7 separate regions of the Mus musculus genome follow, and regions 1, 2, 4, 5, 6 and 7 are each linked to region 3. A link is a contact called in public ChIA-PET, HiChIP or PLAC-seq and promoter capture Hi-C data. All regions are on one chromosome and are shown on one strand. Each heading gives the region's core, a stretch centred on a gene start, on an enhancer-like site or on the middle of the called end of the contact. The rest is flanking DNA. Distances are from core to core; before and after follow the strand shown.

The links. Promoter capture Hi-C pulls out the DNA fragments that hold promoters and counts their contacts. ChIA-PET counts read pairs in DNA pulled down with a chosen protein or histone mark. HiChIP or PLAC-seq counts read pairs in DNA pulled down with a chosen protein or histone mark.
Region 1: an RNA polymerase II ChIA-PET map of memory CD8 T cells shows a contact between it and region 3, with 23 read pairs. The contact joins the promoter of Tnfrsf23 here to the promoter of Tspan32 in region 3. A contact is called at or near these places in 1 of 39 promoter capture datasets (hippocampal neurons) and 2 of 115 datasets of contacts at active chromatin or transcription factors (double positive thymocytes and memory CD8 T cells).
Region 2: a contact with region 3 is called in an RNA polymerase II ChIA-PET map of memory CD8 T cells, with 19 read pairs. The contact joins the promoter of Cars here to the promoter of Tspan32 in region 3. A contact is called at or near these places in 1 of 39 promoter capture datasets (pre-B cells), 3 of 484 Hi-C or Micro-C datasets (CD4 T cells, effector CD8 T cells and embryonic stem cells), 2 of 115 datasets of contacts at active chromatin or transcription factors (the 230-238 cell line and memory CD8 T cells) and 3 of 9 other capture datasets (adipose tissue, liver and pancreatic islet).
Region 4: a promoter capture Hi-C map of pre-B cells shows a contact between it and region 3, with 3 times the contacts expected there. The contact joins the promoter of Ctsd here to the promoter of Tspan32 in region 3. A contact is called at or near these places in 2 of 39 promoter capture datasets (the 3T3-L1 cell line and pre-B cells) and 1 of 484 Hi-C or Micro-C datasets (the G1E-ER4 cell line).
Region 5: a promoter capture Hi-C map of pre-B cells shows a contact between it and region 3, with 4 times the contacts expected there. The contact joins the promoter of Lsp1 here to the promoter of Tspan32 in region 3. A contact is called at or near these places in 2 of 39 promoter capture datasets (the C10 cell line and pre-B cells) and 2 of 115 datasets of contacts at active chromatin or transcription factors (memory CD8 T cells and pancreatic cancer cells).
Region 6: a promoter capture Hi-C map of liver shows a contact between it and region 3, with 3 times the contacts expected there. The contact joins the promoter of B130016D09Rik here to the promoter of Tspan32 in region 3. A contact is called at or near these places in 1 of 39 promoter capture datasets (liver) and 1 of 115 datasets of contacts at active chromatin or transcription factors (memory CD8 T cells).
Region 7: a contact with region 3 is called in an H3K27ac HiChIP or PLAC-seq map of acute myeloid leukemia, with 4 times the contacts expected there. The contact joins the promoter of Osbpl5 here to the promoter of Tspan32 in region 3. A contact is called at or near these places in 1 of 39 promoter capture datasets (frontonasal cranial neural crest), 2 of 484 Hi-C or Micro-C datasets (CD4 T cells and regulatory T cells) and 2 of 115 datasets of contacts at active chromatin or transcription factors (acute myeloid leukemia and double positive thymocytes).

Annotation. Positions count from the first base shown.
Region 1 is chr7:143,684,490-143,687,209 of GRCm38.p6, reverse strand. It overlaps Tnfrsf23 (tumor necrosis factor receptor superfamily, member 23), which reads left to right and starts at 1,335. Exons shown (of 6, transcript NM_024290.4): 1 at 1,335-1,428. The coding sequence starts at 1,354.
Region 2 is chr7:143,598,724-143,601,423 of GRCm38.p6, reverse strand. It overlaps Cars (cysteinyl-tRNA synthetase), which reads left to right and starts at 1,334. Exons shown (of 23, transcript NM_013742.5): 1 at 1,334-1,442. The coding sequence starts at 1,418. It overlaps Gm15579 (a long non-coding RNA gene), which reads right to left and starts at 1,320. Exons shown (of 2, transcript XR_870064.3): 1 at 1,211-1,320; 2 at 566-801.
Region 3 is chr7:143,004,276-143,007,076 of GRCm38.p6, reverse strand. It overlaps Tspan32 (tetraspanin 32), which reads right to left and starts at 1,418. Exons shown (of 8, transcript NM_020286.3): 1 at 1,059-1,418; 2 at 72-169. The coding sequence starts at 1,158.
Region 4 is chr7:142,386,531-142,389,230 of GRCm38.p6, reverse strand. Ctsd (cathepsin D) reads left to right here and starts at 1,404. Exons shown (of 9, transcript NM_009983.3): 1 at 1,404-1,494. The coding sequence starts at 1,427.
Region 5 is chr7:142,459,483-142,462,182 of GRCm38.p6, reverse strand. It overlaps Lsp1 (lymphocyte specific 1), which reads right to left and starts at 1,371. Exons shown (of 11, transcript NM_001136071.2): 1 at 1,217-1,371. The coding sequence starts at 1,284.
Region 6 is chr7:142,282,064-142,284,763 of GRCm38.p6, reverse strand. It overlaps B130016D09Rik (a long non-coding RNA gene), which reads right to left and starts at 1,301. Exons shown (of 1, transcript XR_003946899.1): 1 at 1-1,301. It overlaps Gm45889 (a long non-coding RNA gene), which reads right to left and starts at 1,550. Exons shown (of 2, transcript XR_870059.2): 1 at 1,298-1,550.
Region 7 is chr7:143,739,079-143,741,778 of GRCm38.p6, reverse strand. Osbpl5 (oxysterol binding protein-like 5) reads left to right here and starts at 1,419. Exons shown (of 22, transcript NM_001199227.1): 1 at 1,419-1,509.

The sequences.
Region 1 (2,720 bases), core at 86-2,585, 680 kb before region 3:
GTATGCAGAAAAGGAAAGCCACTAGCCTCCCCCTGCTCCCGAGCTACTCAGAGACTGGTGGGACAACAGCATCCACAAGTGCACAGTCCTCTCCTCTTCCCTTCCTCTACTTTCCCTCTGCTTCCCAAGGGTGAGGGACAGTTCAGCGTGTTGAACTAACCAAACTTTCTAAACACTTGTTTGTGTTTTGATTTGGTTTACTCCTGAGCAGACACCAGCCTGAGGGAAGACAAGAAATAGAAGAGCATCAGGCTGGCCAAGGAATTGGCCCCTCCCACTCCCCAGCCTAGGTGAGGGCAGATGGGCACAGGCTCCACTCCCTGGCCCTAGGGAGAGAGGCAAGAGATGAATTAAAGAGTACCAGGTGCCTGGAGCCAGGCTCCTCTTCTTTGGGGCAGCCATTGAAATCCAGGTCTCTGAGTCCTCCCTCATTTTAAAGAGGAAGTGGCATTTGGAAGGGAGATGGATGGGGCTGGTAGTGGGCCACTTTTTCGAATACCTGGAGGGGGCGGGTGGAACAGATGAACCAACCCAAGTTCCCTAGAGAAATAAGCATTCTACTTCCTGTGTTAGACTAGTAGACTTGGCTTAAATGTCCTGTGTCCCATGAGCTTGGATTGGCACACACAGTGGAGCTAAACACAGTGAAAGGAAGAAGAGGTGAGGGACTCACAGTCCAGGGATGTTCATACAGCCCTCCTCCCCCGACACACCCCCCCCAACCCCAGCACTGGAAGAGTGCCTACGAGTCCTGGATATTTTGAGGTCCTCAGAGTCAGCGAGTCCCACACAGCCCCTCAGACTCTGACAGTGAAGCCTTCAGCTGCTGCTCCAGACCATTGACCAGTGAACACTCACAGGAAAGCTACAGGGATAGAGTTACTTCAAACTTCCCCATGTTGAGCTAAGACAGTGTGTGTTGTAGCTTATCTTCCTCTTTTTGTTTGTTGCTTTTGAGAAGGTTTACAGTCTGCTGCAGTCTGACTTTTATAACGATTCCAGCTCTAGTTCATGCCTCTCCCTCCACTCAGGTCCAGGAAAATTTTTAATTAACTTATAATAAAGAGCAGTATACTGTAATGGAAAACAAACGAAGGCAGAGAATTCGACTTTAGCTTGCTGCTTATAACAAATATGATTCTGTTAATAACGTCACAGGCATTTAAAATTACTGTATTTATAGAAAACTAGATATTACTGAGCACTGATGGTGGTGGGAAGGCAAGAGTGGTGGCGCTGGACCCGCCCACGAGATTAGGCAACCATACAGAAACCAATCCGCTGACAAGAGGCGTGGCCACCAGCTTGAAATAGAGCTCCTCCAGCTGAGTGACACCATGCTAGCTCACAGCCATGGTTACCTTCAGCCACGTCTCCAGTCTGAGTCACTGGTTCCTCTTGCTGCTGCTGCTGAATCTGTTCTTGCCGGTGAGTAGATATGGCCCTGCGGAGCTGAGATTCGCGCTGGGCACCGGATCCCCGGGCTGCAGAGGAAAGCTACTGCGGGCGGTGAATTGGCTCTTCCGCCAGGGTCAGCCTTGGCACCGCCAACCAACTCCTCAGAACTTCGTCCAGAGTTAAGTGGTCCAGAGTTGGGGAATTGTGGAGGTGAAGCAGAGGCAGGGGAATGGCCAAGCGGGTAGCCAGAGAAAGTGTGTCCGGTTGGTCCCTGAGCTCCCGGACAAGACGGACACGCCTCTCCTCGCTTTCTCATCTGAAAGCGGTCCTTCCGAAGGTGACTCGGGAAAGTGCCATTGCGGACTGCAGTGGCCCGCGCGACTGTGCGCCTTGGGTGGGTCCGGCCCGGCTCGTCTTGGGGTGTAGTACTAACTACTACAAAAGGATCTGTGTGGAAGGCCTGGCTATGCCTTTCCTGGGCCTTTCGGGTCTCTGCTAAGTTCGTCCCGAGATCGCTTCTTGTCTCTTTAATCTTAAACTGCAGTTAAACCTAAGTTAGTGGGCAGCCTGATCTACATAAGGAGTCTCAGAACAGCCAGAACTACACACAGAAAGGCTGAAAACCAAAACAAACTAACGGAAAAAAAAAACCCAAAAAAACCAAACAAATAAAAAAAAAAACCAAAACCAACCAAACAACCAAACAAAAAACCTAGACAATCCTGTAAATGACATTTTAGTTACAGCCAACTTAATTTTATGTCAATTTTCTCTCATAAGAGTCTTCAAACCCAAAAATAGGCAGAAAAAGGTTTATGTTTTATAACCTGTAAGGATATCCATTTTCTAACACATTCAGATCTTTAGTTATAACAACAACAACAACAACAAAATAACCCTTAGATTGTTCTAAGATAGTATCTGAGCAGTCAGAGACCACTTACATGTAATCAGCATTTCTTTAAACCATCTAGGAGCTGGTTAATAGTAATTCTTTGCTAGCTGCTGGTGAGCAGCTTTCACAGAAATGGACCTAGAGGGCATCCAGCTTCCCTGGGAATCTCCTGGGCAAGGGGCCAGAGGATATGCAACTCAGAGGTGACTTCAAAGTTCCCAGCACTTTGAGGGACTTCGAACATATTTCACAGGCAGGTTTCACATGGGATGGCCCTTGACCCTGAAATCTCTTCCCATCCCTATTAGGGCTCTGGGGCTCCATGCCTGCCCAGGCACCGCCTGAAAAGTGGTGCATTTTGTCGTCCAGAAATCCCCAGAAACAATCTAGACAATATTAGGCTGTTTTTGTTTTTGTTGTTGTTTTA
Region 2 (2,700 bases), core at 85-2,584, 590 kb before region 3:
TAAGACCTATGTGATACATTATTTCTCTGCTGCCCATGAAATGAACCAATTCAAGCCTGATTAGAGTACATATAGGCAGGTTTATTAGGAAGCTGCTCTCAGGCGAAAGTTCACTGGCCCCAAGGACTGAGGCCAAGGAAGTCACCATGGTGGGGGAGGAGAGAGAAAGAGAAAGGGTGTGAACATAGAGAAGACAGGAGGAGCGATGAGGAAGACCAAAACATCTGGTTTATATAGGGAAGAGCCTCTGGGGGAAGGGCAGTCCAGCCCCTGGGCTGGAAAGTTCAGGGTTACAGCAAGGGTATGCCAGGTAGGGACTGAGGGATGCTGAGAGAACCTGGAGGCCAGGTTTGCTTTGAAATATAAAATTTGCACCTCAGTCCCTTGTCCCAAGGGTACATAACCAAACAATACATATTACCAAGTATCAATTATTTTTTAATTAATTATTTATTTATGTTGAGACAGAGTCTCTTATGGAGCCATGGCTGACTTGGAACTCACTGAGAACTGCCTGCTTCTCCCTCCTGAGTTTCCAGGAATTAAGACCATGGTTGCCAGAATATATATATACCAGAATATATAATTGTATTTATTTATTTCCCTGCACACACACACAACACATGTCTTTTTCACCACAGGCATGCAAAGCCCACAAGGATCAAAAGAGGGTTAGGATCCCATGGAACTGAAGTTACAACCGGTTGTGAGCAGTTGTGAGTGCTAGAAATCAAACCGGTGTCCTCCAGAAGAGCAGCCGTGCTCTTGACCACCGAACCATCTTCCAACCTCAAAACGGAGCTTTTAAAAAAAAAAAAAAATTGTGAGACAGGGTCTCGCTATATACCTGGCTATGTTTCTAAAATAATACTTTCCATTTCTTCTCATAAACCTCCCTCTGATGGTGTGTCTTGGGAGGCGACATCAGGAATTAAGGAACACACAGGAAATAAAAGGATTCAGGAGAGAGTGTAACAGGAACCACCTGTTTCCAGGCTTGTGTGGCCTTTTGGAGAGTGTCTCAGAAAAAGGCGTCTTCCTCGCCCCTCTCCTCCAGTCGCTGAGTCCCTTGCCCCACCCTTTCCCTTGCATCTCTTTAATCTCTACTCGTTTTGCCCCGCCCCTCTACCCAGCTCCTCGCCCCTCCCACTCCCCCATTTCGTCCCGCCCCTCCCAGCCCTCTTCAGCAGCCCGGGTTTGCGCTTCTCACTGTCTTAGCCCTTTGGTGTCTATTAAGTTCCGCGCCAGCGTAAACCATAGTATTCTCCCATCATGCCCCACGTCGGCGTCAGTTTGCAGTTGCCTAGCTACTGGACATGCCCGGAAGACGACTGGTGGGGCGGGACTTCCGGCGCCGCGGTTGCATCAGATTCTGGAAGGCGTCTGTGGCGGCGGCCGCGGGTCTTGATTCCCAGTGATGGCAGGTTCCTCCGCGGAGCAGGGTGAGGTTTGCGGGATGACTGTGGAGCTCTGGGTACAAGCATGGCCCGAGTAGGCAGTACCGGGCTGGGGCTGTGTGGGCAGCATGGTCCAAGGAGGCAGTGCCCAGGCCAGTGCTGTGGCGACAGCGGTGGAACGAGTGGGTAATGCCAAGCGAGCCAGGGGTTGGGGGCAGCAAGACCCAGGGACTCAGTGCTCAGGTCGGGTCTGTGGGGACAACCATGGACTAAGTGGGCAGTGCCCAGACCAGTGATCCGAAGATAGTAAAGGCTTAAATGGGCAGTGGCAGGCAAAGGCTGTTCGGCAGAGGATCCCTGGGCGGGAAGTGACCAGCCAGGGCTCTAGAGTGGAGGCTATTGGGTTGGGCAGTGGCTAGGTCAGGGCTCTAGGAACAGTGCATGCCCAGGTGGGCAGTGACAAGCTAGAGATCTGGATTAGGCAGTGACTGGAGTGGGCAGAGATGGATCCTCAGGTGAGTAGTATCCAGTCCAGGGCTCTGGGATAAAACGTTCTCCGGTAAGCCTGTGGGGACAGCCGTGGCCCAAGTGGGCAGTGCAAAACCAAAGCTCTGGGGATGGCCAGCGTCTCAATGGACAGTGGCAGGCCAGGACCTGGGGGTGGCTGCCATGACTCCCTGAAGCTAGAGTACTCCTTGGTGGGACCTGACTCCTGTCTTGTAAGTGCCTCCCTTCCTCAGCTTCAATTTTTTGATTGGGTTAAGGCTAAAGTTTCCTTGGATACTCAGCAATAGGAGAGATGGTCCTGTTTCAAATAGCCTGACTCTAGTTGGTACCTGGATGAGACCTCACCACTCCCCCTCCTGCCCTGGCTGGACTTTGGGGGTAAGGCAAAGGCCCAAAGATTGTTTTGGTCTTCTGCCCAAGCAGGTGGGCGGAAGGGCACATGAGGTTGGTACTTAGGGAAGTAGGGCAGAGGAAGCAGGGACTCCGTGTACGCATACATGAAAGAGCTTGGGGATTTATGAAGGCTTTAATCTCCAGTGTGGTCAGCAGTCACCACAGAGACCTGTCCAGTCAGAGCATCACTGTCAGAGCATCATTGGCAATCTACTTTATTGCCAATTGGGAGATTCCCTCAGAAAGCAGTCACTTACGTCACCCCAGGGTAGACCTGGGCCTTGGCAGATCGCTGAAGAGCAGTGTCTTTTCTCATCTTTTTAGCAAGTGGGTTCTAGAAAGAGCAAAGGCCTTGGCCCATATCCTGGAAGGTGAGAAGCAAGCCTTCAAAGGCAGAATGCTT
Region 3 (2,801 bases), core at 169-2,668:
TATTCCTCTCCAGCTCTTGTCCCCGTCTGAGGTCTGGGAGCCGGGGTCGTCTGGCAGCACATGGAACTTACCGCAGCCATGAGGCCATGGGCCTCCCTCACAGTGGCTATGGTGCTCAGAGCAGCTCCCAGGCTCAGGAGCCCCGCTAGGCTGATCCCCACATAGAAGGCTGTGGGAAGAGAAAGACAGAGGGTATGGAATCTAGCCTGGGGACTGGGCATAGAGGTTGGATCTGAAATCTATCTACTTTGGGAGTCACAGAGCTAGAACTGACCTTCGGGGAGGTCCCAAAAGGCACATATCTCTGGCTCAAAAGAAGGAATGTCCATAGCCCAATAGCCTGTCCTCCTGAGGCTGAGAAGGAAGGGGGAAGAGAAGGTAGCTAAGAGACAGTACTCTTTCCCCCATTCCTCCTGTCCTCCCTGCCTCACAGACTATCTTTAAGGACATCCCCATACTCTAGTGACAGGTGACAGTGTAGGCTGTACCTTATCAGTGCAGGCCCAGGCCCCAGGCTTCCTGCCTAAGGGAGGCCTAGTGCCTTGGAAGGCAGGGACTGGGGCTACCCATCCCCCATTCAGGGGCCTCAGTTTTCCACTTTTTCCTACTGGGTGGTGACCTTCCTAGATTCCTTGCATTCCTCTTATTAAAGTGGCCTTGTTCTTGTGGAAGTGAGGCACCCTGGCAGGTTGGGTCCTAGCTGCACATTTTCTGCCCTCTGTATATGGTATTCCCTGCCAAGCCCCACAGGCCCACCTGAGTGGGCCCCAGGAGATCCCTGCCCTGAACACATAGATCTGGGCCCTGCCACAGCTTCACCACTGCTATGGGGCAGGCGAATCAAGGCAGGAGTGCCTGCTGTCGCCTAAACCTCCCCACCTTTGTTAGTCCAACCCAGACACTGGGGCTGCCTCTCCCTACTCCTGACCTCTGGTTTTTGGCCAAAGCCAGCTCCTCTGGGCAGCCTAGGGCTGGGGAGTAAGGTCTGTTCCTCCCAGATGTGTTTGGCCCTGGAGCCCTCTCACTTCCACTCCACAGCCATTTCTGGTCTCACTTACCCCAATAGCGCAGTGTTTCATAGGGGTTCCTCTCCAACGATGCATGGCCAATCACAGTAAAGTGGTCTCCAAAGTGAATGACAACCACCATGGTGGCCATAGAGAGGCCCAGCAGCTGAGGGTGAAGTGGGCTCACTGTCAGCGCTGGGGAGTTGCAGAGGCCCCTCACCCTGACAGAATATAGGGTCTGGGCTTCTTAGGCCCCCAGCCTGGCTCCCTCCAGCTTCCTTGGTGCACAGGAACAAGGCAGCTACAGGAGGCCTACATATTTCTGTGGGCAGGCACTCACAGATAGTGTACTACACACAGAGATAAGTAGAAAACACACTAGCCAGTGCCCCATGGTGCTCAGCTCCTCTCCTCTCCTCTCCTCTCCCCTCCCTTCACTTCCTCTCTCCTCCCTTCCTCTTTACTCTCCTCCCTTCTGTGGTTCACCAGTGAGTGGGGACCTCAGACCACAGCAGACACAGTAGGTATCGCTGTGTCCTCCCATCTGAAGACCCAGGAGCTCATATCAAACTGTCTGCAGAGACTCGTCTGCAGTCCCTGACCTGGCAGTCCCAGTCTCTGGGTCCCAAGCAGCACCCCTTCCGGGTAGTCCTTGCACACTCTTAAGTCACCAGCCAACCTAGGTTTTCCCAGGCTCTTCACTGACCCTTGCCTACAAGGACATCAGGTACAGATGTTCACAGTCCTCTAAAGGTGGCCACCAGGGACCCAGAACCAGTCTGAGGGACTGTGGTGTGGCAGGAGGGAAGACCACAGTGCTGGAAGCCCGGGCATGGTGAACTATTTCCTCTCCTGCCTGCCCACCCATCCACTCCTGCCCCACATGCATGTTACCAAGACTAGGAAGTTGGTGATCAGTATCTGGCATTTGGCAATCTTGATTCGATTCCAGTGCCCCATGGTGCTCAGCTCCTCTCCTCTCTGCCCTCGTCTCCTCTCCTCTCTTCTCCCCTCCCTTCACCTCCCCTCTCCTCCCTTCCTCTTTACTCTCCTCCCTTCTGTGGTTCCCCAGTGGGTGGGGACCTCAGACCACAGCAGACACAGTAGGTATCATTGTGTCCTCCTATCTGTCAGCAACCCTTGTAACCTAGTGGCTGTGTTGGGGGAAGGAAGAAGGGCAGGCCGGAAGGGGGGCAGTTTCTATACCAGCTGTTGCTCTGGCCTGGCCCAAGATAACTGGATTTTTGTAGGCATGAGGCCTCCCTTTGGGTAGGCTGGGCTACACTGCAGCATGGGGAGGGGTGGAGTCTTGAGGGGAGCAGAAAGAGAAGGACCTATGGTTATAAGGCATGGCATTGGTTGTAAGGGTGTACTAACCTGTAACTGTCCAGCTACGTAAAAACCTTTAGTGTTTGGTTAGACCTCATGTCCCAAAGTCCTCCTGGGACTAATCCCCAAACAGGACTTCTGCAAGTGGCAAATGTGTCTCATGACCGACCTGATGGCATTAACCAATTCATAACTGGCACAGAGGGGAAGGGTGTGATAGAGTCAAATCTCAGGAAATGTCCAGGGGTTGGGCAAACAGGCATAGGCGTTTCAAGATGGAGGAAGTCTGTTTGTATTGACCTTCGGTGAACTAGCCATATTTGATTGAAAAACAAAAGCAGAGCATGCTTCCCACAGCCAGCACCTGGGAGGCTGAGGCAGGAAGGTATTAGCAAGTCAGAGGCTAACCTAACACACTCAGTGAGACCCCCACCTCAAAATACACAGGCTGGGGACAGGGCTCAG
Region 4 (2,700 bases), core at 155-2,654, 620 kb after region 3:
CCAGTCATGCCGACACACATCTAATGGATGTCTCTATTGGCACCTGAGCACCCTGCAACACTATTTATGGCAGGGCTGGGAGAGCCAGCATGGTGCCCCAGAGGACCTTTCCCATTGCCCACCCATGGTCCAGCAATCATCTCTAGATAGCAACTCTAGGAAGCAAATGGCAACTCCAGGGCCAGACCCTGTCTCTTGGGCTACCAAAGAATAGTCTTAGATTCAAAGGAGTAGAGGGTCAGATTCCAAGATCTTAGGGCAGCTCTCGCCCTCACACCCAAGCTTTAAGCAATGTGTGGAGTGCTGACTGTGGAGGCAGGATCCAGGCTGTGGTGACCCACGTGTAGCTATTAACACTGACCCTGAGTGGAGAGCCTTGGCAGAGGTCAAGTGCCCAACTTGATGTAACTTGATGGGAATTGTAGCTTTGAACCTGGGGAACCAGAACAGCTCATGTGTCCATGTGTAGAGTGGACTTAGAGGCATCCACCTCCTCAATACAGGTAGAACATGTCCAAAAGCGCTCCCGGGATCAGACCCTGGCAAGGCTCCTCTGCGTTCCTGTCCTTGTATGGACACCACCTCTCAGAGAGGACATTCCCCTTAAATGCCTTTCTGGGCTCAGCTCTCCATGATGGAGAGCTGGACTCTGCCTCTCTCAAACAGCACCCAATTCATTTGCTGACACCAAGCAGGGCATTAAAGAGTGAAGTAGTTAAGACCCAAGTGGCGATTGCAACCCTGGTCTCATCTCACTGTACACCCTACCCCTTGTATCAATAGATGCATAGTCCAGGACTAGGCCTGCAATCAACATTGCTACATTATGGAATGTGCATGTTAGGTGTTCCAGCTTAAATAAAAAGGGTGTTGCTCTGGGGAGATGAGTAGGTAGTGGAGCTTTGAAGAGGGTGAAGTTTGCTGGTCCAAGAGTCCAGAGAGGCTCCAGGGAAATTCTCAAGGAGGAACAGAGCTGAAAGAGAAAAGGCTTAGGTTTAAGCTGGCATCCAGGAGAGGGTCAGGGCCCAATCAGACAAAGACCACATCCTGGTAGTGGGCACCCCAATTATGCAAAAAAGACAGATTAAGGGAGGGGCGGAGCTGAGGGCAGGATCCGCCCCTCTGGATGCTTCCGGGCCTGCCTGGTCTTCCTTCCCCCACGTGACCTGTATCCAGTCATTCTCCGGTCCCAGGAAAGTGGGCGGGCGCGTTCCCGAGAGCCGTGCGTAGGCCTGGAGTAGGGCACGCCTGCGCCCGGGCAGTGTTGGAGGCGGGTTCGGGTCGCCCCGCCCCTCGCCCGCGTCTCACGTGACCCGTTGAGGGCCAAACAAGCGGGTCAGCTGACTCCGCGGGACTGCGGCGTCATCCTGCCTATAAGCCGGCGACCTCTGGCTTTAAGCTTTGCTCTCTTCGGGCCGCCGCGACCATGAAGACTCCCGGCGTCTTGCTGCTCATTCTCGGCCTCCTGGCTTCGTCCTCCTTCGCGATTATCAGGTGAGGACCCGCTCTGGGTCCGGAGATGCGGGGCTCGTCACCTGGAGTGCCGCGTGCTCCGGCCGTGCTGGAATGCACCTGTGCACCCAGCGCAGCCTTCCTCAGGGTCCCACAGACTATGGGGCGAGACACTCAAAAGGCAGGGGTCTCCTGGGCCCCTCTCCACTCCTATGACTCCTATGGTCGAACAGGAGGGTACAGTAGGGTGGCCACAAGTGGGTCTGACTCCAACCTCGCCTCTGTGTGTGTGTGTGTGTGTGTGTGTGTGTGTGTGTGTGTGTGTGTAGCGGGGCGGCCGCTTCTGAGGAGAAGTGCTGCCCCATGGATAGGATTCTGTTGAACCCAGCTGTGGAAGTTGGAAAACCTAGTAGGCCCTTGCCCCCCTGAACTTCCTCAGGCCTTTCCTTTTAAGGGACCCTGTTTGACAGCTGTGCACTGGTGCATAGCCCTAGAAGTTTACTCAAAGATGATCCCCCCTGTCCTGGGTGGTGAATCTCTCCTCCTCCCTCCTGAGTTGCACAAGTCCCAGAGAGAGAAGGTATGGAGTGGCCCAGTTCAAATACCTTGGAGCTGAGGTCTACCCCACTGGGGACCAGGCCCTTCTCAGGCCCGTGGACTTGGCCTTTGTGCTAGATGAGGTCTTGGTGGTAGCCCGTGTGTTTTCCCACTCTGTGAGTCCCTGGTCGTGGCAGGTGGCTGAGGCCGTAGGCTGCGGGAGTAGAGCTGGCTCTGCCGGCTGGGCACCAGGGTTGGGTGGGAAGGAGCCCAGTCTGTAGGCTGCAAGCTGTGGGTGGGTAGCCTCAGTGGAGCCATTGTAGGGAGTGGCCTAGGCTTGATCCTGCCCTGGGCTTGCCTGCCCTGCCCTCAGGCTTCTCTTCTCTGGGAAGAGGTGTTGTGGACTCCAGGATCCCTGAGACTAGGCACCAGAAACAAAGCCACACTCTTAGGCTTGTTGGCATGTTTCCTGACCTTTGCAGGGTGTGTGCCTCCCCTAAGCCCCAGGCCAGAAGCCTGCCTCTTCCAGCCCACTACTCTTAGGCAAGACTCCTATGTCTCTCAGAGCATGCACTGTGCATGCCAGGAAAGGTCAGCTGTGACCTTGGCTACAAATCCCTGGGCAGAGAAGTTTCAACAAGTGATTACAGATCAGCTCTCCTTGGGAACAGGAGCAAACTGGGGGTGGGGGGTGGGGTGGTGGTGGAGAGG
Region 5 (2,700 bases), core at 122-2,621, 540 kb after region 3:
TGTCCCCCTTCCCAGGAGACAGACTTCATAGAGCCTTTCTGGGAACAACATGGCCCTGGAATCCCAAGGCTGGCACAAGGGTGCTGACCCAGACCAGGCCAGTCTCTGCTTAGCCTCAGACTCCTTTCCTAGCCTGAGGGTTCCTTGGACAACTTTCTAACCAGGGTCCAAATGCAAAGCAATAGTGTGGAGACCCCCCAACATGCACCCCTCAAAGTGAGGTTTCTTCCCATTATCATTGATAAGGATTGAGGAATTGCTGTTCCTGCCCAAGATCTGGCGTCCGGCTTGCGAACTGCAGAGACCCTGCAACCCCTGCTAAGGTGGGCCTTATCTCCTTGAGCCTGTGGCTGAACCCTAAGAGTCACACTCTCCCTGGCAGCCTGGCAGCTCCGGTAGCAATTTTATGTTTTACCTCTTTCTTCCCCTTCCTCTTACACACCTGGACCGCAGCCCCCACATCCTGCTCCCATGAGGCTGCTAGCCTCTGACCTGTCCCCAAGACCTGACACCCTCTTCTGAGACCTGTTCCTGGGACAGGGCAGGGCAGGCACCAATGGCCTGGCTTGGTCTCCATGTCTACCCACTAACAGCTTCCCTTCTCATTACCCCCACCCCCACCTTATGACCCAACACAGGAAAGACAGGGAACACCCTTCACATCCCTTTAAATTGCAGATGCCCTTAAGCAGCTGACAGCCTAAAGGCCTCTGCCCAGCCCTGTCTGTTGCAGGGCAGTGGCCCCCTTTACCTTTGCCAATGTTCATTCCCATACCCACTGTACTTAACAACAGTGCCTGGTCCATAAGACACCATTGACCTTCTCTATCCTCACATAGCAGCTTTGGGAACCCCTGAGGCCTGGTCACCTCTCAGTATCTTAAGGCAGGCCAGACCCCTCAGACAAGCCTATAGGTGCATGAGGTCAGGATTCCTAGGCCTAGTTTCTCCCAACACAGCTACTGCTCTCTCCTGCTGTTCAGGCCATATCCAGCCACTCCCAGTCCCTTCCACACCAAGCATCCATCTTCTCTATTCTGGCTATGAACCCTAGCCAGGAAGATAGCCTTTCCCAGTTAGGCCAAGCTGCAGAGGGAGATAGAGGAGATACACACCTCTCTGGTAAGAGAGGGTTTCTGAAGGCTATCTAAGTCCTATCTGAGATTCTGCCTACTCAGCACTTGGCACAAAGCAAACTGCCCATAGTGGAACTCACCCTTCGCTGTCTTCTGCATGGAGCTCTTCCTGTTCCTCGCATCTGGGATCGATGGCAGCCTCCGCCATGGGCCTGGTGTCTTCGGTGTGGGTGCACTTGTTATGGCTCCTGGTGTTTCTCTGTAGATGGGCGGTGGCCTAGAGCCTCAGCCCCCCACCCTTCCCGCCCCAGGTTTCACTTCCTCCTTCCTGTAGCAGGTTGAGGTTTGAAACCTATGGGGCTTGGGTTTTTTTTTTTTTTTTCCTATGTTGCTGCAACAGAAGAAGAGTTAAAACAAAACAAAACAAAACAAAAAAACAAAAAACCAAAAACCAACTAAACCCAAACCACTCATCAGGAAGTGTTGAGCAAGCAAGCTATAGCCTCCTGGAATGACAGAAAAGGGCTGAGGGTAGAGGTGAGTAAGGCTACTCCTTGCAACTCTGGTCCATAGACCTGAGAGTAGCTATGTCTCCCACAATGTCCAGAATTCATGGTCCCTTTAGTGTCCGTGGACTGCTTTCAATTGCTTTGCATGGAAATCTTCTGTGCTTCCAAGTGTGCTCAATGAACATGGTGGAACTAGTTCTTGATGCTTCAAGGTCATGGCCTTGGACACTCTTAGTTAGCCTTTGCTCCCCAGCCATGTCCAGGGTCCCACATGTGGTGCTCCCCTAGTCTGTGGTTCTAGAGCTTGTCTCTATCTGTCTCCATTCCTAGCTGCTGGACGCTCTTGTCTCCCTGCTCCATCAGCTCTCTCTAATCCTGCCTCTGTGCTCTGGGCATTTGGAACCAGTCGAAGAGTCGGTTGATGTTCCCAGCTATGCTGGGGTGGGTCATGGGTTCTCCTGAGAGGCAGCACCAGAGGAAGGACTGAGGCTTTTGGGAGGGAACCAAAGGGACTATAAAGGAATGATGGGGAATGTGATAGCCAGATCCCAAAGTCCCGGGACTTGGGCTAAAGTGTCACTGGGCCAAGTTGAGGCAGCCACAACATGGTAGAGACTCTCTCTTTGAAGCTTGCTGACCCAAGAGATAGAAAGAAAGGAGCCAGTGCCCTATTTCCCAGCACTGGGCAATGAGTGACCTCGGAAATCTCACTATGAGGTCTTACAGGAGAAGTGCAGAAAGGCAAGAGAGCCTTAGGGTGTTGGGAAACTTAGTAGAAGCTGTAGAGTATCATCTAGAGGTAGACCTGTGTTTGCAAGCCTGCCTGACTGCAGGGAGCCCTTTCTTATCCACATGGTCCAGTGGAGGCAAAGCCTTGCTTACTCTATCCCAGTCCTGAGGAGGGGGCAACAGGAAGAGTGAGTATTGTTCAGCAGACTGGGCAGGACACCTGCCTGCTTTTTCTTCAGCCTCCTCTCTCTCTCCTTTTGCACTTTGCTTCCTTGGGACCCTCCTAAGTGCTCTGTTGATAAGTGGCTGGGAATGCATTTGGCAGGTGACAGAGTTATGCCACTTCTGTCCTGACACCTCTTAAGAGGTTTTCACTGGTTCCTATG
Region 6 (2,700 bases), core at 52-2,551, 720 kb after region 3:
TAACACAGTTTGGATTACTTTGATCCACTCACTAGGGAGCATATGTTCGCCTCCCGGAAGAGCTTCTAGGAGCGAAAGCGTGTAGGGGGCAGATGGGCCATAAGTTCTAACCGCAGAGTTAAGCTCTTTTAAGAGCTTAAAACGTAGTCTGCGGAATTCTGTTTGTTGGACAGGAGCAGAAATTTGTTCCTCTGGCTCACGTTCTACTTCGTTTTCACACTCATAATCTTCTCCGCCCTCGCTGTTAGTGTCCGAGGAGAGGTCGGCCTGGGGCCTTTCTAAAGGCCCAATTTCTGCAGAAGCAGATTCGGCACGGGTGGCTGGGGGCTGTGTCTCCGCCGTAGAAGTGGGCGGGTCGTAGCTAGCAGCTCTCGTGGAGCGAGTAATTACGGGGGAAGCCAATGTTTTAGTTTTTACCGCTCGCGGAGCTTTCTTTTTTACGCCGCCCGAGGCTGAGGCTGGGGGAGGGGCAAGGATAGTCTCTTTTAAAGAATTTTGGAGTGAAGCGAGCTCTGTGGAAAGGCGGGCGTACTGTTGCTGGAGCTCTAAAACTTCTTGTAATCCTGCTACCTGAGACGCGAGCTTGTCTTTAGCATCAATGAGAGTAGGGACCGGCAGCGCCTGGGGCCACGGCTCGGGAGCGCAGATTGGTGGCAGGTAGGACGAGGCATTGCAGGGAGGAGCTGAAGCGCCCGGCAATCGCTCGGGCTTACGGGGACGGACTATCTCTTCCTCTAAAGTGTCTGTGTCCCCAGAAATTAAAGGGCTTTCAGCCAAAGATTTTTTAAATTCTAGATTGATCAGTGGCGGGTCAGCAGGCAATGCGCTTACCGGGATATGGGGGTAGAGAGCAGTCTGCAGGACTTCGGGCCTGTCTGCAGCTATTGGAGGCTTTTTAGTAGGGAGGGAGCTCTCTGAAGCTTCCAGAGACAGGGGACAGAGGCAATATTCTGCCACTGACAAAGGCTGCTGTTTCTCTGGATCATCAACTGCACTTTGTATTAAATCACGGATTAGACTCCAATAAGTAAATATATTTGCAGGAATAGCATCGGGGTCCTGCTTTGCCAAAATTTCACTTAATTCTCTTCCTACTCTTATCCATTTCTTACAATGTATCTCTGCGCCATCTATAATAAACCATGGACCTGCCTGGTCTATGAAAATAAAAAAGTTTATCAAATCTTTCTTTTTAACTCTAACTCCTCTTTCCCTGAGAGCCACCTTTAAGCCTTTTATAAAGGCTGCCTCTTTAGAAAGCTTAGTTCCCATTTCTCAGTGGAGATGAATCACTTACCAAGGATTTCTCTCTCCGGTGAGCTGCTGAAGCAGTCCTTCACTTCTTTTTTCTTGGGGTCCCTACGAACTTCTCTGGGGGAGTCAAACTCCGTAATCTCCACCTAAGGCAAAACGCTCCGAACCTCAGTTAGGCGCCACTTGTCCCACCCAGCAGGACCCAGTTCTTCCTGGGTGCAAGGGGGACCACAAACCTGAAGAGAAATGCGAGGAAAGGAAGGAGACGCAGAGACAAAGAAGGGTTCCTATCAAGGTCTCAGTTTATTAGGCTGAAATGCCAGGTTTTAAGGGGAATAGGGAGGGGTTGAGGGGGATCAACTAAGAACAAAGAAGTGGGCATCTGGGGACATGAAGGCCTAATTCAAACTGCAGGCGGCCAGGCACTCTTATCTCTGGAATGTAGAATCCTCCTTAACAGCCTTGGGTGTCAGGCTGGGCTCAGCTTGTAACTCATGTCCTTTGAAGTCTTGGGAGTCAGGAAGAGATAAGGAAGAGGGGACTATAATTCAGCTTTTTACAGCCTCAGGTGCCAGGAAGGAAACAGGGAGGAGGGGGTGAAGACCAGCTCCTTAGCACAAGGCCATTTGGCTTGTTAGGGTGGAAAACTTTGAAAGGCCTACTTTCTTATGGTATGGTCTCCAACATTTAGGGTGCCCATCTATGTCCTCATACAAATAAACAAAACAAAATAAAACAGGACCCCTGCTAGTCATCCTACACCCAAGTCTCTCACTAACATGCAACCAAATTAGGTGTTTATAGTACACACTAAAAATCAAGCTTGCCCTGCAAGATTGAGTACATAATAAGGTCAAAAATAAGCAGGATAGGAAATAAAGAGATGAACCCACATACGAATGTGTTCACCAAAAGACAAAGCAGAGCAGCAGAAAGATGAGACCAGCTGCTGGGTAAGACTGTGCCCTCCTGATTACTCAGCTAAAAAGGAAGGGGAGGGAGTGATGTCCCCTGCAGGAGGATTGTTAAGATGTGCTCTGCATTCATTCAGGGTGCCACAGGGTGCTGAGGACCAGATTTGCAAAGTTGTAAATTACTCCATGTCACCTTTGCTGCTCTGAGCCCCAAGGACTCTCTTATGAAGGAAGGGTCCTTCTTCCTCATATGAACTTCCCAGCTAAGCTCACCAATGGCCAAGAAAGGCTGATGCTCTCAAAAAACTCAATTTATTTCTCTGCTGTACCCTGTAGAGTCAAAATAGCTAATACTGGTTGACTGGGAAGATGAGAAACTTTGTCAGGCAAAGTAATACTGCCCCAGGGTGGATCCCTATACTTCGCTCCAACCCAGGTCACCTAGCTGTGAGCATATCTTGACTGTCTACTCAAATCCTCAGTGAAATACTTAGGATCTGGAGGTTGGGCCCTGGAGCTCTAAAAATCAAGG
Region 7 (2,700 bases), core at 170-2,669, 730 kb before region 3:
CAGTCCTGCTGGAAGGGCAGAGCCACCCCTCAGACCTCAAGAAGGCAGTTTCACCATGGCCCTGAGCATCTTGTCTGAGCAGTTCTGCATCCGAAGGCCTCGCCAGGTGACTGGGGTTGGGTAGGGATGGTCCCATGATGAACTGAGAATGAGCCCGCCTAAGTTCCTTACCTGTGCACAAGATGCTGGTACTTGCCCACCAGGTGGAACCCCTAGCCTCTGTCTAACAGGGGAGGCATGGCTAAGGCTGAGTGGACAAGGGGTCTACAGAGACTGGAAGTTGTCTATTCCAGGTTTGCACGCCACAGCCCTACCCAGTGGCTTTTAGCAGCAGTGGTTTCCCATAGCCTGGAAGCACTTCTGCTGTCCAGCACCTACTAACAATGTGGGAATCAGCTGGGGCTCTGCCCACACTCACACCGGTATTCCTGGGGTAGAAGGTTCTGCTGGGAAAGCCTCTATACCTTTCTGTGTCCTACCTGATTCCAGCGGCTGGAGGAGGCAGGCTAAACTTCCTGCTTGGGTGGCTCTTGGGAACTCTACAGGAAGGACCCTTACACATACACACACACCCCAAAGAACCTCATGCTGAGGGTCTCAGCTGGAGAACTCTAAGATCAGCCTCTATATATGGGTGGTATCAAATTAGAAAAGTGTCTTCTAAATACAAGAGGATTGAGGAGTCTAGAAAGTTCTTGGAGAGTGGTAAAGGGTGGTAGACACATAGGAGGTCTTGGTTATCAGGATAATTAGTTTAAAAAGTATTATTATTTCTATTTGTGTGTGTGTGATGTCACATGGGTGTAGGTGCTAAGAGAGGTTGTCAGATCACCTGGAACTGGAGTTACAGGTGGCTGTGAGCAGCTTGACCTGGGTGCGGAGAATGGACCTGTGATCTTCTGGAAGATCAGCATATGCTCTTAACCTGAGTCATCTCTCCAGCCCCAAGAGTCAGAGTCTCAGCCAAGGCATCCTGAAAGAAGTGTAGTGGGAATCATGGATGGTGACCAAGGGGTCCCCTTGAGCCCCTGTGTAGGACAAGGACAGTGGGGTTTGGTTTTGGGAGAGAGAGGTCTTATGTTCTGGAAGGGGAAGGGCACCGCACCCAGGTATGCTTCTCAAATAGAAGACCCCTCCCAAGATTAGCGCTGCTTACCGCCACCCTCCCCTCCTTTGGCTATTTGTGGGGCGGTGTCCCCAGCCCTGGCGCGCAGGTGCCACCGACTTGTCTATACTTAAGGATTCCTATGCCCCCCAGCCTGCACCGGGGAGGAGGCTCAGGCTCCGGGCAAGGACTGGGTCCCCAGCGTGCCTCCCCAGCAGCCGATCCGCCCTTGGTCCACCCGGGGTTTTGCGTCTGCCGCGCTCTCCTCCCTCCTCCGCCCTCCGCTCCCTCGCTCCGCCTCGCCTGGATCAGCCCTCTGGTATTTCCTGCTGCTCAGCGACAGCTGAGCCCCTCGCGGGCCCAGGCGGCCCGGCCCGGCCCCAGCACTGAGTACAACCAGCACGGTAGGAGCTCCGCTGCTGGGAGGACCGGGAAGGATGGGGCTGGTGGAAGGCCGAGAAAGGCCAGGAGGGGATTCAGCGGGCCTGAGAGGCTTCAGGGCCACAGAGCCGGCGTGGGGGTCGGGGAGCCCTCAGGGGCTGGTCTGGGGGAGCCCCTGCATAGATCCGAGTAGACCCAAACAGCAGCTTGTATGGGAAACAGCGCCTGGCTGGGGAGTCCAAATGCCTGGGGACTTCTGGGTGGCGGGTGGGGCCCGCGTGTGGGTGCGGCATGTCCAGCCCCGTTTCCCACTTGGTGAGGCTAAAAGGAGTCAGGACTAGGCGAATGGGTGGGAGGGTCTGGCAGCCTCCGACCCAGGATATGGAGGGGTCTGTACCCCAGCCCAGCAATAGCAGGGAAGGGGTGTCTAAGAGGTCCTGTAAGATCTTGGGTCTGAGATCTCAGTTCCCTGGCTTGATTCTCAGGATGGTTCGTCAGGGTCCGCAGAGCAAGTGACTGCTGACCCATCTTGCCCTTGGACTCTGTCCACCCATGGCCTCTCATAGGACTTGGCCCTGAGAGAAAGGGAGGGAGCTTGGCATTGTCCAGATGACTTGAGCTGCACTTGCGGATTTCTACGACTGGGGTGGGTAGGACTTGAGCCCCTCCCAGCCACAGGTCCAGCTGGCTTTGCCTCCCACTTCAGATATCCTGGCTTTTTAGGTCCAAGTCCCTGATCCCAGTTGTGAGTGGCTCCTGGGGTTGTGGGTAGACACCCCCAATTAGGGCCAAGGGGGGCTTTTTCACCCCTCACCCAACCTGAGCCAGGCTGGGCTTGGCTTACTAGAACCACTGATTTGAATTTCTTGTCTTTTGCTCTCTGTTTCTCCCTGGGACTTGTCACCCACTTGTCTGTACTTAAAGGTTCCTATATGTATCAACCTTTGGCTCCAGCCTCTGCTACACACCTCTGTCTGGTCACAGGAGCAGAAGTGGTGGTGTCAGGGCCTAGAGAAGTGGGAAAGACCCTTGGATGGGGTGGATATTGCACTTTTGAGTTTGTTTTCCATGTCCCCATCATCCGTCTGCCTGTCCGTCCGTCTGTCTGTCATTTCCCCCTCTCCCTTGCGATAACAGCCAAGTGGCTGACTTTCCTTACTACATTTCTGCCCCAATATCTTTGCTCAAGCAGCAGCATGGATGGAGGTGGGGGT